Linked DNA regions of Mus musculus: regions 2 and 3 are each linked to region 1. The links are chromatin contacts, called in public Hi-C and HiChIP or PLAC-seq maps. All regions are on one chromosome and are shown on one strand. The core of a region is the stretch at or near the end of the contact, and the rest is flanking DNA. Distances in the headings are between cores, read along the strand shown. Region 1 holds the start of 5033403H07Rik (RIKEN cDNA 5033403H07 gene). Region 2 holds the start of Sel1l3 (sel-1 suppressor of lin-12-like 3 (C. elegans)). Region 3 overlaps Sel1l3 (sel-1 suppressor of lin-12-like 3 (C. elegans)).

Region 1 (4,596 bases), core at 864-3,363:
AAAAACAAAAAACAAAAAACAAAAAACAAAAAAAAAAAGAAAGGAAGGATGGTAGCGTATGGTGGCTAGGCGGGCAGGGGTATTGGAGGCAGGAAGACTGGGTACACACTGCTGCTGTTGACTAGCTGTAGGAATGAAAGTTCACTCGAACTCTCACGCCTCTGGAACACAGGGATAAATAAAGACAGGCCCAGCTGTGTGTGCTTCTTTGAGTTTATGGTGATGAGAACTTGGGAGATGGCTTCAGAACACTTGCTTTTCCGGGGGAGGATCGGATTTTGGTTTCTAGTACCCACTCCAAATGGCTCACAACTATTTATCACTCTAGTTCCAAGTCCTCAACCCTCTCTGGCTTCCAGGATACCTGCACATATGTGCTATTCACTCACATACACAAACATGGGCTTCACCTGCAATCCCAGCACTTGAAGGGTCCAGAAGAGATTGGAATTTGAGGAGCTTTTGCAGAGAGCTTGGGTATCTGCTGTGGTCTTCCTAGAGGCTCAGCAAGTTAGAGGTTACCCTTGGCTAGAGAGCGAGTCTGAGGCCACGTGAGTCCCTGTCAAAAGAAGGGTGAGGTGTGTGTTGGTGAATTGCACACAGGAAGCAGGAAGTACTTCTCTGGAAGGAAAGAGACAGAAAGGACAGAGAGGCTGCGGCCTTCCAAGCTCTCAGGCACGGAGCAGTCACCAGATTCCTTTGAATTCCAATTTCCTCATTTGCACACCTCCGGCTTATCAGAAAATTCCAGATTTACCCAGACGAGGAGCCCTTCCTTATCTTGGTTTACTGCTGTTTAGATTCCCAGAGGAAAAGGCAAAGACTTCCATGGAGTTGGGAAATGGGCAAGAGGTCAGCGCCTCCCCTGGTTAATCAGGCAGTGAGAGAGTTTGAATTTAAAAGGAGGCAAAGAAATCTCACTTGAAATCAGGAAAAAGCTGAGAATAATGTTCTAGTCAAAAATGTGTGGACTTTGGGTTGGTGAGATGGCTTAGTAGGTCAAAGGGTTGCACAAGCCTAATGACCTCAATGCCATCCCGAAACCAACAGTGACCAGGAAAACCAACTGCAGCAAGTCTGAACTACACACACACACACACACTCACACACACACACACACACACACACACACACACACACACACACTCACACACTCACTCACACACACACACTCACTCACACACACACTCACACACACACTCACTCACACACATACACACACTCACTCACACCACACACTCACTCACACACATACACACACACTCACTCACACACACACTCACTCACACACATACACACTCACTCACTCACACACACACTCACACACATACACACACACTCACTCACACACATACACACACTCACACACACATATACACACATACATACACACTCACACACACACTCACACATACACACACTCACACACATACACACTGACATTCAAACATACACATGGGCACACATGGGCACACATACACACTCACACATACTTACACACATGTGTACATGGACACACACATATTTACACACACATACATGAGTGCACACAGACACACACATTTATATATGTGAGCACATGGACACACATACACACTTCACTCACACATGCACACACACACTGACATTCAAACATGCATACTTGTGCACACATAGACAGACATACACACACATACACACTCACACACACACACACACACATAGAGACATGGGCACACAAATAAACAAGACTAGTGATGTTTCTCAGTGGTAAAGGTACCTGCCATCAAAACCTTAGTCCCATCCCCAGAGCCCACATAGTAGAAGGAATCGACACCCAAAAATTACCTCCAACCAACACACACACACAGGGGTATGTGGACGCCTCTCTCTCCAATAATTAAAAAACATAATTAAAAGTGTTTAAGAGCTGGGGGAAAACCCAATATTCCTCCTCTTGTAACCAATATCACAGAGACCTGAGACCCTCCCCCCCGCCCCCAGCAGTCAGGAGGATCAGAGTGCACTGCTTTTTTCTGCTGAAGCCTCTCTGTACCTCATTTTGTAGAAGGTCCTTCGGACTCTTCCGGGATGGAGGGCAGCTTTGCTTTTGGTCCTCCATTCTTTATAAAATCTGCTCCCAATTCTTCCTGCTCCTGTTTTCCTGGCCTGCTCTCTAACTTGTCTGGGCCTGAGTTTTAATGATTATCCAGAGATCAGGGCTCCCTGCTCTGATAGCAGGTCCAGTTTCAGGCAAATCAATGCTAGTATTGGTTTAAGTTTAAAGATAAACCAAGAGTTTAGCAAGACGCCCATGCGTGTGGTTTCTGAGCATAGCATTTGTCATTCCCGTGGCAGTGTGCTATGGGAGACAGTGGAGCCCACGGTGACCCTAGGGGTCTGTTTCCCACTTTTAGATAAGACGGTAATTCTTGGGAGCCAAGTCTGGTGTCTCATGCCTATGCACTGAGCACTCCTAGGTTGCAGCTGGAGAACTGCCATGAGTTTGAGGACAGTCAGGCACGGAGGAGCACACATCTCTGATCTAGCCTATGGGTAGACGTGGAGTATATAGACAGAACAGGCTGAAAGCTAGTTACTCTGGTGTGCACTGCACAGTGGTAGAAACGCCACCAGAGACACTGCCTCTACAAGACAGATGGCATAAGCCAGCTTCTGAAGTTTGTCCTGTGACTTCAAGGTAGGTTTGATGTTTATAAACAAACACACTGCCGGGCAGTGGTGGCACACACCTTTAATCCCAGCACTTGGGAGGCAGAGGCAGGCGGATCTCTGAGTTCGAGGCCAGCCTGGTCTACAAAGTGAGTTCTAGGACAGCCAGGGCTACACAGAGAAACCCTGTCTCAAAAAAAACAAAACAAAACAAAACAAAACAAAACAAAACAAAAAAACCAACCAAACAACCAAACAAAAAAAAAAAAACCAAACACACTTCGATTTGAGGTCACATCTGGGAGTAACAGAGAATAGAAATTTGAAGTTGGAATATAGCTTATTGGCAGGGCCAGCCCTTACCAATGAGGCATGAAGCCCTGAGTTTGACTCTTTTGTTTGATTTGGTTTTTGTTTGTTTGTTTGTTTGTTTTGTTTTGTTTTTTAAAGGTAGGGTTTCTGTGCATAGCCCTGGCTACCCTGGGGACTAGCTCTGTAGATCAGGCTAGCCTCAAACTCAGAGATCCACCTGCTTCTGCTCCCCCAAGCACCACCACCACCACCTGGCCTGAGTTTGATTCGTAACAATTAACAAATGAACACAAGCAAAGCAATATGGGAGCAGATGAACCATGGGGCGCTGTTCGAATTGAAAACCAGATTTGTATATGTGCCTTTCAATACGACCTTGAAATGCAGTCTCACAGAGGAATTACAGAATGTGCTAGGCACTATGGAAACCCTTTACAATGCAGAATGCAACTCTGAAGGTAGCTACTCCAAGCCAACACCACACCTCTAGGAAGGAGGAATTAATTGTCCAGTTTTCTACACAGCATCTTGACTTTCAAGTTAAACTTTATATGATTGAGTTACAGTAAACAGTAGCCACTTAGCTTGTCACCAGCCCCTGCTCTTAAAAAATGAACAGTCTGAAGAGCTTTTATAAGAACAATATTACAAACAGATGTTATTTGCTTTCTGAACTGAAGAGCTGATGCTGTAAGAAATCAAACGGAACTGTGACCCATCAGTCCTTGCTCAACTTCCCCCAAACATCTCGTTTGCTCCTCCGGCTCAACTCAAATACTCTTGGGAAATGCTAAGTGAAATATCCTCTTTGGTGCCTCAACTAGAACAGTGGCAAAGTACCCCGAAGGACTGAGAGCCAACATGGGAGAGGGCCCTTCTGATATTGCTACTGCTAACCTGAACTTTTGTATTGAACAGAGATATGAAGCAAGACTTACGGCTCACCGTCCAACTTGGAAACTTCCAAAGCAGGTTCCAAGAACGCAGTTGTGTTGGCTTCTCTGTTGCCACGGACCTCGGCTGGCACTGTAAGAGCAGAACTCCCTCGTCCCACTCATGATAGCATTCACGCCTCCCTGATCCCTGGCTTGTACATTTTTATCTACCCAATTACTATTCCTCACTCCTCCAACTTCCCAGAAAGCTTTTGGCCCTGGTGAGAATCGGGCAGCTGTAGTGCCCATTAGTCTGTTATGGGGACTGGATCTTAGCCGCTTGAGGCTGCTTCCTTATGACCTGGAAGATGTCGCCTCCAGTTGTCTTTCTGGAAAACCATGTTGTATGAGATTTCACAAAGCTTCAGGCTTTAGAGCCCTCTCCTTATATCAACTGGGGACTTGGGCACATTTTTGCACTCCCTTGGGAATTATTGTCTGGCAGTAGAATTACTGCTGATTATCTTATGGTTTTACAACTGTGTGAGGTGGCTTTGTATCAGTTCTGGGCTGAGATTGGAGAGTGGCTGTCCTTCAGGAGTTTAAGACAAGGAGTTATCTGTGAAGTAGGCAATACAAGTAGGAGAGCCAAGGAATTATGCCCAGAAAGGGGATCTTATCTTGCTTCTAGGTCAGCCCTTTTGTGAAGCCAGTGTCTCAGCACGTGGAAATGAGGGTTGGAGATTCCGTGTATGCA
Region 2 (4,596 bases), core at 952-3,451, 220 kb after region 1:
TGATAGGTGCCTCTGTGATCTTCTTATATCCACCCCTCACCCAGCTACCTAGATGTCTGTCCATGTTGTTCTCTCCACATCACGGGTCCAGCACCTCACTTTCCTCAGTCGCTCCTGTTGAAACTTGGATCCTTTCTCCTCTTGGCTCTGTCCCTATAAACCCCCATTGGAGAGCATGGAGCTTCTGTCTCTGCCACGTCAGCCTTTACGTCTTTACACTTGTTACTCTGATTTTGTCGGCTGTCAAGAAGTGCCCCTCCCCCAACCAGGCCTTGAGAGTCTCACGTGGAACTTTCCAGATCATCTTAATGGAACTATTTCATGGACTGCTCAACTCCATAAATTCTGGCTGTGCACTAACCAGCAGTGCTCTGTATGCAGGATCATCTGTTTAAACAAAACCCCCCGTCATCTGACATGGCAGCTTTATTTATGAGTCTGTGTACTGTAACCCCGTGGCATAAATATTAAATAATAACATCCCTTGGGCAAAAAAAAAAAAAATCATACCCATTACGTTACCTGGCATCTTCTTATGAAAATATAAAGTAAACCCAACCACACACACACACACACACACACACACACACACACACACACACACACACGGTATTAGTTAATCCTAAGGAACAAGTATATAAGAAAGGATTGTTCAACAGGTAGAGAGAGGGGCACAATTAATATTTGCATTTTTACACTGCCTTGCTTCAAGAAATGAAAGAGTCAAGAAGTAAAGAGTGTTGAAAACAACAGCAAACTTGCATAGGTGACAAGTTTCTTCAAACCTAAATTTCAAGCCCTGTCAGCACCTCCTTAGCAGGTGAGCTTAGAAGACGACCAGAATCCAAACACCGTCAGTGCACATGAACGGGGTTCTGGACAATGACATTGCTCGTTTTTTAAGCATTCTGTGAATTTCCTATTACATCAGTTTCATGATTCAGCATTTTCCTTTTCATTTATTTACAGTAATATTCGGCGAGATAACCTAAGCTTTCCGCAGGATCCTGGAACATAAGGTAGGCTGGGCAGCAAGGGTGTAGCCTTCTGTAAATTTACTATTGCTCAGAACTCAGGAACAAATGGGAGAGAGCAAGTCAGCCAAAGAACTGGGAAATAGCTCCTCACCTTACTCTGAGGGTCTCATTTTCTCTGGTATTTAAAATAGGTGACTGCCATCTAGTTTGTAAGTCTAACAGAAGGCAAGAAGTGTGCAAATTGCAAACTGTGCATAAGCCAAACGCAGCTCTGAAACGACAGCGTTCAAGACGCAACTAAAGTCACCACTCTGGCGGTAAGCGTGGTACAAAGAAGTAGATTTCATTCTGGCACCCGCAACTTGGCTGGAGTGACCAAGGAGTTGAGAAAGAGCCTCTGGAAATGCGATGTGCGGTGGCACAGAACCGTCTGGACGGAAAGAACCCGATGCAAACTCAAAGGAGGGTCGGGGTGGGGGGTGGGGGCAGGAAAAAGGAGAAGTTGGGCACACGGAGCAAAGGAGCTTCAAGAAGGTGAATGAAAAGCCTAGGACAGGTGGGGACAGGGCTGGGGAGCCACGATCCAAGGGGCGGGAAGCAAATGCAGGGTAGGGAGGGTCCAACGTCGCTGGGGACAAGAAGGGTACTCTAGGGGAACCTAGCCCTGGTCTCCAGCAAGGCGATGAGGAAGAGGAATGACTCCAGCGAGAGTAGCCCGCAAGTCCGGTCCACGCACCCGGGTACTCATCCCAAGGGCTGGGAGCGCCCGGGACGCAGTGGCAAGGAAAAGAGACAAACTCGCGGCGACGTCCCCACCTCCTGCGGTTGGGGTCCCAGGCCACCCCCACCCCGTCCCCAGGGCCCGCGCAGAAGGAAGGACCCTAATAGGGTCCGGCGCTCACCAGGTAGCAGAGAAAGAGCAATGCGCTGGTAGGGCGGCCGCCGAGGCCCGGGGAGACACCGCGGCTCGGGGGGACCATGGCTGCGGCCGGGGGACCGAAAGCGGGCGGCGGGGGCTGCTGCTGCTGCTGCTGCTGTCGCCGCCGTGGCCACCAAAGCCCCGCGCCGCGCCACTGCATGGCGAGGCCGCCCGGATCCCGGCCGGAACAGGTCACCTGGTGCAGGGACCGGCCCCCGCCCGAGGCGCCACCTTCCCTCCCGCCCCCGGCCGGCGGCCCGCCGCGCGCGGGGCCACCTGCCGCTGCCACCGGACCCGCCGCCGCCACCGCCGCCACCGCCGCTCCCGCCGCCGCCCCCGCAGCCCCAACCGAGCGCCGGCTCCTCCCCGCTCGCAGTCCCGTCCCCTCCCTCCCTCGGCCTCCCTGCCCAGCCCGCCTCCCTGGTCGTTCCCTCCGAACCCACGACGTCCACCCCTCCTGGCCGTAGGCGCCCACACAGGTGGGGACCTCGTGGTCCCGCCCCCCACCCCGGCCGCTGTTCGCCCCCGGGTCCGCGGGGCTCTCGGTCGCCCCCCCCATCCCTTTCTCTTGCTTCCTCCTCCGCCCCTTCCGCGCCCTTGCAGTCCGCGATCCCCCCCCCCCACCCCTTCTACTACCCACTTTCTCCGTTTCCTCCACGTCCTTTCTCCCCAACTCCCTCCCTTCTCCATCTCTCTCTCCCGCATCTCTAGCGGGTGCCCACCCTGCTGCTTGCCTCTCATTCCCACTTCGCGCCCCAGCACTAGACAGTGAGGTTTGTTTGGTGGCTTGGGGGTGGAGGGGTAGTGGTGGCCCGGGCGCCATTCCGGCAGGGCGGGGGCCGAGAGTGCTTTCTTGGAGTTGAGCCACGCAGCCGCTTGGCTTCTAATCCTTAGGGATGGATTTTGACCCCTGCTAACCTCCACCTGTCACCTGCAGGGCTTGGGGCTGCTTTCCTGCTTGCAGGTTTAGAGCCCAGGCTGTGCCCCACCCTGCCGCCTGATTGGCGACTCGTTCTGGATGTTTCCCCAGGGTTTTGTGCGGTGTGGCCGCTGCTGCCTCCGCGCTCTTTGTTTTAATTGTCTGGAGTATTGGCGCCCAGAGCGGGTTTGTATTTGATTTGCATCCCTGAGCTCTGGCTTCCACTTGGACGAGGAGAAAATGAATTAATTAGGCCAGTACAATCGTACCCAAGCCCCAAATGAAAGGAGGTGAGGCCCTTGAAGTGCGCAAACAGCTTTTTTTTTTTTTTGAAAATCAGGACACATCCTAGGTTTTGGGGAGGCAAGGTGAGACTGGATGTTAGTAGACCTGGGTTCTGGAGCCACTGGCAGGTGACATGAGACTCGTGGACAGGGCAAGCAACTCGGGCTTGCCCTGTAGTTCCAGGAAGTGCTTGGCTGTCCTGCTGCTGAGAAGACTGCTTGTGAGCCAAGGGCTGGTGTCCTGAGATAGTTAACCCATGTTGAAAAGTTTGTCCCTTTGGCACTGATGTGGATGTGTGTGGATGGGAACTATTAATAGATTGGAAGCCAAGGAACACAACCCTTTCCCTGAGGAGTTGTCACTACTGTGGTCCAAGTAATGCCAGGCGCGGTGGGGGGTGGGAGGTGGGGCGGGGAGGATCGAGGAAAAGCTCAGAGTCAGTTTCTGGACCTGGCTACAGTGGGGCTATCAGCAAAGAGCTGGGACTTTCTTGCTCATTTTTGGTTTCTTAGGTTGCCTATGAGTTCTGGGCCAATCACAGCTAGAAGGCTCTCAGACCTTAGTTTAGTCTGAGGCATCTGGAGAACAAGCACATAGATGGCAGAGTGCCCCTGAATTCTGTCTCAGTCGGTCCTGGATGGTGTCTACCAGAGAAGCCCCCTGGTGAGTGAGTTTCCAAGGTGACAGTACAGAAGCAGGGAGGTCTCACTTTCCAAGCCATGGGCTTACAGGAAGGATGCTGCCTGTCTGGCCAGCTGCAAACACAATAAAGCACTTGGGAAGTTTGACAGATGTTGCCAGGATGCCTGTCCCACTTCCACAGAAACAAAGCACTTAAAATTCTCCTCTGTGATGCAGGGAACTATTTATTCCATTTAGTGTCCAAGGGAACAAAAGATGGGGTGGCTTTGTCCCAGATCCCATCTGTATTTTTTTTTCCATCAAAAGAAAAAATATTCCACAGATTTTTTTTTCCTCCTGATTTTCTTTTTTCTTGTTTTCTTTTTTTCCTTTTTTGAGACAGGGTCATGATTCTATATACCCAAACTGGCCTGAAGCATGAGATCTTCCAGCATCAGCCTCCTAAATGCTGGGATTGCAGGCAAGGACCACCACATTAGGTTGTTAATATGTGTGTGGGAAAATGTGGGCTTATTTAAGAAAAGGGTGTCAGAGGCAAGACAGAATTTGTGGGTGTCCACCTGTCTTCCTGGGCCTTTCTCCAGAGTGTTTTCCTTTCTTGTGGGCCCAGATTACTTCTTTTCTCAGGGAACTGAACGGTCTCCCCTGTGACTTGCAGACGAAGATACCGTTTTCAAAGCTTTGTCAGCTTTCTGCAGCTGCATTTTCTCATGTGTAGTCCATGCAGAGGTGTTCCACTGGATCTGGGCCATACTTAATGCATCCTGTATCCAGATGTGTATTTGCTTGTCTTCTGTAGCACTGGGTACTATCCCACTCTTTAGGAATTCAGAAGTGGGCAGGAATATCCATTT
Region 3 (4,596 bases), core at 611-3,110, 200 kb after region 1:
CTGTCCTTTCTGCCTTTCTGATATCTTGATCTCCATTCTTCTGACTATGAGAGCTTTGCTTAGCCATCAGGTCTCTGTCCAAATGTCACCTCCTCTGTGACAAACCCCACTGAAGCACCTGATAAGCACATAGCAGCTTAAGTCTAAGGTGAATGGCATGAAATAAATAAATAATTAATAGCTAGCTTTACAGCCCTAGGCACCTGTCTAACCCAATGGTTAAATATGATGTTTGGGAGGCAAATGATCCAGCCTTAAATACCAGCTCTGTGGTTAGTAGTTGTGTGACCTGAAACAGATCATTCTACTTCCCCAAGTCTACTTCCCCATCAGCAAGTTTAGAAGGCAGAGTGTTGGGTAGAGAAGCTAGGCTCTTCCCACGATGTCTGGCACATGACTAGGACTTGGAAATAGAGAGTGGCTGTGACTGTGCCATAGCTGTGTTTGTCTCCTACACAACCACCTTAAAGAGAGGGACTAGCTTTCTACCCGTAAGTTCCCAGATTTGGGGAAGAAACTGGTCGGTAGAGGCTCAGTCAATCTTTGAACACAATACACATCCCAAGAGAGACTGTGTACACCAGCTAGAGGTCCAATAGGCAATTTCTGATTGTGGAAATAAACCGCTCATGAACACACATACATTTGTGGATGGGACAAGGGGAGGTAGCAATTTGGACTAACAGTCAAAGTTTAGGGAGGATTTCAGCAGGGACACATGGAAGGAGGGAAGGCCACATGCTGATGGAGCTGGTGACACTTGTTGGGACAGTGTAGGACAATAAGCATCCTAGGTCAGAGGAACTAAATCAGGAAGACCCAAAAGTGGGAGTGTCAGACTCAACCCACTAAGGCAGAGCTGAGCCATGTGTGTTTGCAAGAGAAGTAACTGGGACCCTGCAGCCTCAGTCAGTGTGATAGGCCATTTGGGAAGCTACGGCTCAAGGAGCTTGCATTATAATGTTCTACAGGAAACCAGAAAATATAGGTATTTAATTACAGTGTTCAAAATACAGAGGTGGATGCTCTCAGCCAACTACTGGACTGAGCACAGGGTCCCCAGTGGAGGAACTAGAGAAAGGACTGAAGGAGATGAAGGAGCTTTAGCCCCATAGGAAGAATAACATCAACCAACCAGTACCTCCAGAGCTCCCAGGGACTAAACCACCAACCAAAGAGTACACATGGAGGGACCCCGTGGCTCCAGACACATAAGTATTAGAGGATGACCTTGTTGGACATTAATGGGAGGAGAGGTCCTTAGTCCTGTGAAGGCTCGATGCCCCAGTGTAGGGGAATGCCAGGACAGGTAAGTGGGAGTAGGTGGGTTGGGGGGAGGGGAGAGATGGGATAGGGATGTTTCAGAGGGGAAACCAGGAAAGGGGATAACAATGTAATGTAATGAAATGTAAATAAAGAAAATATCTAATTTTTTTTAAAAAGGAAAGAACTTTCTGAACAACAACAATAACAAAAAATAATTACAGTGTCCAGTAGTTATTGCCTACAGAGGAGACCAAAAAGATAATGCCAGGCAAGGTCACTATCTCAGACCAGATGGTCACAGAAGCAGGCATTTGAGTGCTGGGATGAAGGAGGTAAAGATGCAACCTGAACAGAGATTAGGAGATGAGCATTCTAGGTGGCAACAGTTACCCACATGTCCTCAAATGTCCCCAAGTGGGACTGAATGTGGCCTGTTTAGGTAGAAGCAAGCAGACTCATGTGGCCAGGAGGTGGAGCCAGCAAGAGCTGCATGACAGCATGGTTTGACTCCCAAGTAGCAGAATAGGGAGGTTCAAAGGGGGACAGAGGTGACCAGGCTGCACTGCACAGCCTTCCAGGAGAGAGAGGAGGCAAGGCTGACGCTGGAGAGCCACGAGGCTGAGGTCAAAGTCCAGGAGGGTGGTGACTTAGACAAGGATGCCAGCAGTCCACGTGGCAAGGAGAGATTGAACAGATGGCATAGACAGTTTCAGCTGTAGCCAACAGCACTGGCAGACTCTTTCCTGAGGGTGTGACAAGGAAGAGGTTCTGAGGATGGCCCGGGTTGAATGTTAACTCCAGCCCCACCCCACCCCGTGTTTTCAGTGAGTTCAGGAATGAGTCAGACACACATTGGACTTAAGGGATAAGGCCCATCCCCTCCCCCAAGGAAACAGACAACAATCAGGTGGAGGAGCCACAGGCGTTGCTTGCCCAGCCGCCTATGGCTCCGTGGCGAGAACACAACAGGGACAGGTATGCAGAAGGGCATGTGTAAGAGTCTTGGTTCAAGGTATCTGAAAGATGTTGATTTTGGATCTGGGTCGGGCTTGTTCAGCAGGGATGGATGCAGACTTGCCAGTTGTCCTCCAAAAGTCAAACCAGTGGTCCAGCCTGGGCCTTTCTTGAGATATTCAGTCCTATCCTGGAACACAAGCTAAGCTGGTGGTAGAGAGGACTTCAACCATTCTCCTGGAAAATCTAGGCACAGGGAGAGTTTGTGCCTTTTCATAAACAACAAAAAAGATGAAGCTGGATCGGGGCACAGAGGCAGGACCATATAGGATATGAGATGCTTGGCTCAGAGAGCATTTTCCAAGCCCTATCTCAATGGGGATGCATTTTACAGAGGGGTCCAGACCTGCAGGTGCCCCTGAAGCTCATCTGGGCTCTCCTGATCTCTCAGCTAGCTGTTGCCAGGAAGCAAAGGAAGTAAAAAGGGCTCTGTTAAGAACCAGGCTTCCCTCTAGCCCCGTTAGCCCACAGCCCCATCCAGAACAAAAGTCAGAGCACGTCTTACAGCCTGCCACACTCGGCTCAGGTGACTTCTCTTTTAAGGAGAGAGGGAAAATGGGCTCATTTTGATAAACAAATCATAGTTGCAGGTGCAGGGCTGGTTTGAGAGTGCCAAAGACTCCCACCTCCATTTTCAGTGATTTTTTAACTCCTAAGAAAGGTTTTCCTGTGTGCAATGATTTGATTAGGTTGGTTCTCACGCCAAAAGTAATGTTCTCAAGAAGGCGGGTAGAAAATTCCCACTGTGCCATTCCTGGCCCTTGCAAACAGGGCAAGGAACAGCAGAAGGAAGAGAAGGCACCCCACCCCCATTTGCAAGGCACCCTGAGAACGTCATTTTAAGACACCCCGTTTGCAATTTGGTCATTTTTCAATGAGAAAGACATACATTTTCGGAACATGAAATGGAATCATGAAGCCTGGTGAAGTCAGAGGCAAAGCAAAACTGTGGCTGTTTGAGCCCTGCCCTGCTCCCTTCTGTTTGACAAATTGGGGGTTCCCTGTGGAAGGCGCTCAGATAGGAGTTAGCATGGGCTCTGCCTGGAGGAGGGTGGCTCACCCATTTATGCATAGTTCCTGTATTCCAGACATCTAATTACCCAGCTCTTCCCACAATCCGTGTGTGTGTGTGTGTATGTGTGTGTGCATGCACTCACACACACACACACCAAGCAAATGCAGATACTATGAAACCTGATTCTAGTCTACAGATAACAGTATTCAGTGGTGTTGGTTCCCTAGTTTTAATACTGTGGTGTGATTACAGAATGCAGTACCAGTGGGAAAAGCTGGACTATGGCACAAAGGACTTCCTCTACCATTTCTCTCATTTCTAGTGGCTCTACAATTAGAGTCAAATAAAGAGCTTTCAAGATGCTGTTTAATGTATGCAGCAAGAACTATGGACCTATATGGCCACACACACACACAGCCACTTTGGAACTTACTAAGAAGTCACCACAACCACTGTTTCCCCAGAAATCATATCCCAAAGGTGAGAAAAAGCATGTCACTAGAGACAGAGCATGGATGGGGTCATGTCCTTAAATCACCTCCCATACCAGCTCTGAAAAAGACCAAGTCTGAGGAACCGACTGGAAAGGCCCATTGTCATGGGCTGTGGAATTCCTGCACCTGCCAAGCCAGCCTGGGAGTTGGGCCAGAGTCTAAACAAGATCAAAGTCCTATCCACAGTCCCACCCCCTAGACCAGAGATTGAAATTTTGGGGTGCATCAGAATCCATGTCAGATGCTGAGCCCACTCCATCTCCAGTCCTAGGTAGCTGAGGAACATTGTGTTGATAGCACAAACACTAGATACTGCGGTTGCAAGTGCTCATGGGTGGAAATCATACTAGACCTGGGTGGGGTCTGGGGACAGACCCTGCTCACTCCCCATGCCAAGTGAAGAGAACTGACAGGTGCTCAGGCCCCCAGAGCCAGTGCCTCTCCTCCCACGGGAGAACTTGGAACCCACTTCATAAGTCTCCAGCTCTGATGTGTAGAGAGGCTGTGGAATGACCCAGGAGCCTCTGTATGGATCCTGTGTAGGCTATCACCACACAGCATTTAGGATAATATGCAGAATTTAGGCTCCCCCATCAGTGTGGCAGCTTGGTGCTGAGGGCTGGTGATGGACAAAGCAACTGCAGCTCGTTCAGTACCCATCACTCTGTTCTGAGAGAAGGCTCCGTTAGCCTATATTATAGATTAAGGAAACAGAGGCTAGGCAAGCTCTGGCTACACACACAGAAGTAATGGCGCAGGTCCGCCCCGGCCACAAGTTACTACCCTGAGGCACAACGTCCCTTTCTG

What was found. A called contact is a pair of places that touch in the nucleus more often than the background predicts. HiChIP or PLAC-seq counts read pairs in DNA pulled down with a chosen protein or histone mark.
Region 2: an H3K4me3 HiChIP or PLAC-seq map of stem cell-derived neural progenitor cells shows a contact between it and region 1, with 40 read pairs. The contact joins the promoter of Sel1l3 here to the promoter of 5033403H07Rik in region 1. A contact is called at or near these places in 2 of 39 promoter capture datasets (both in liver), 2 of 484 Hi-C or Micro-C datasets (cerebellar granule neurons and liver) and 5 of 115 datasets of contacts at active chromatin or transcription factors (bone marrow-derived macrophages, embryonic stem cells, hepatocytes and 1 more).
Region 3: a contact with region 1 is called in a Hi-C map of liver, with 2.9 times the contacts expected there. The contact joins the enhancer-like site here to the promoter of 5033403H07Rik in region 1. A contact is called at or near these places in 3 of 484 Hi-C or Micro-C datasets (cerebellar granule neurons, embryonic stem cells and liver) and 1 of 115 datasets of contacts at active chromatin or transcription factors (hepatocytes).

Annotation. Positions count from the first base shown.
Region 1 is chr5:52,990,179-52,994,774 of GRCm38.p6, forward strand. It overlaps 5033403H07Rik (RIKEN cDNA 5033403H07 gene), which reads right to left and starts at 2,114. Exons shown (of 3, transcript NR_040413.1): 1 at 2,036-2,114; 2 at 411-559. Gm30301 (a long non-coding RNA gene) reads left to right here. Exons shown (of 4, transcript XR_376956.4): 3 at 3,883-3,992.
Region 2 is chr5:53,211,251-53,215,846 of GRCm38.p6, forward strand. Sel1l3 (sel-1 suppressor of lin-12-like 3 (C. elegans)) reads right to left here and starts at 2,202. Exons shown (of 24, transcript NM_172710.3): 1 at 1,880-2,202. The coding sequence starts at 2,056.
Region 3 is chr5:53,194,706-53,199,301 of GRCm38.p6, forward strand. The region is part of intron 2 of Sel1l3 (sel-1 suppressor of lin-12-like 3 (C. elegans)); the gene reads right to left. Among named protein-coding and RNA genes, the nearest start is that of Sel1l3, 16 kb to the right of the region's middle. Within about 2 kb of position 1,861, at least 77 of the 459 cell types and tissues checked have an H3K27ac peak or open chromatin away from gene starts, as enhancers often do. A contact at or near this core is called in hepatocytes and liver, where this site is marked.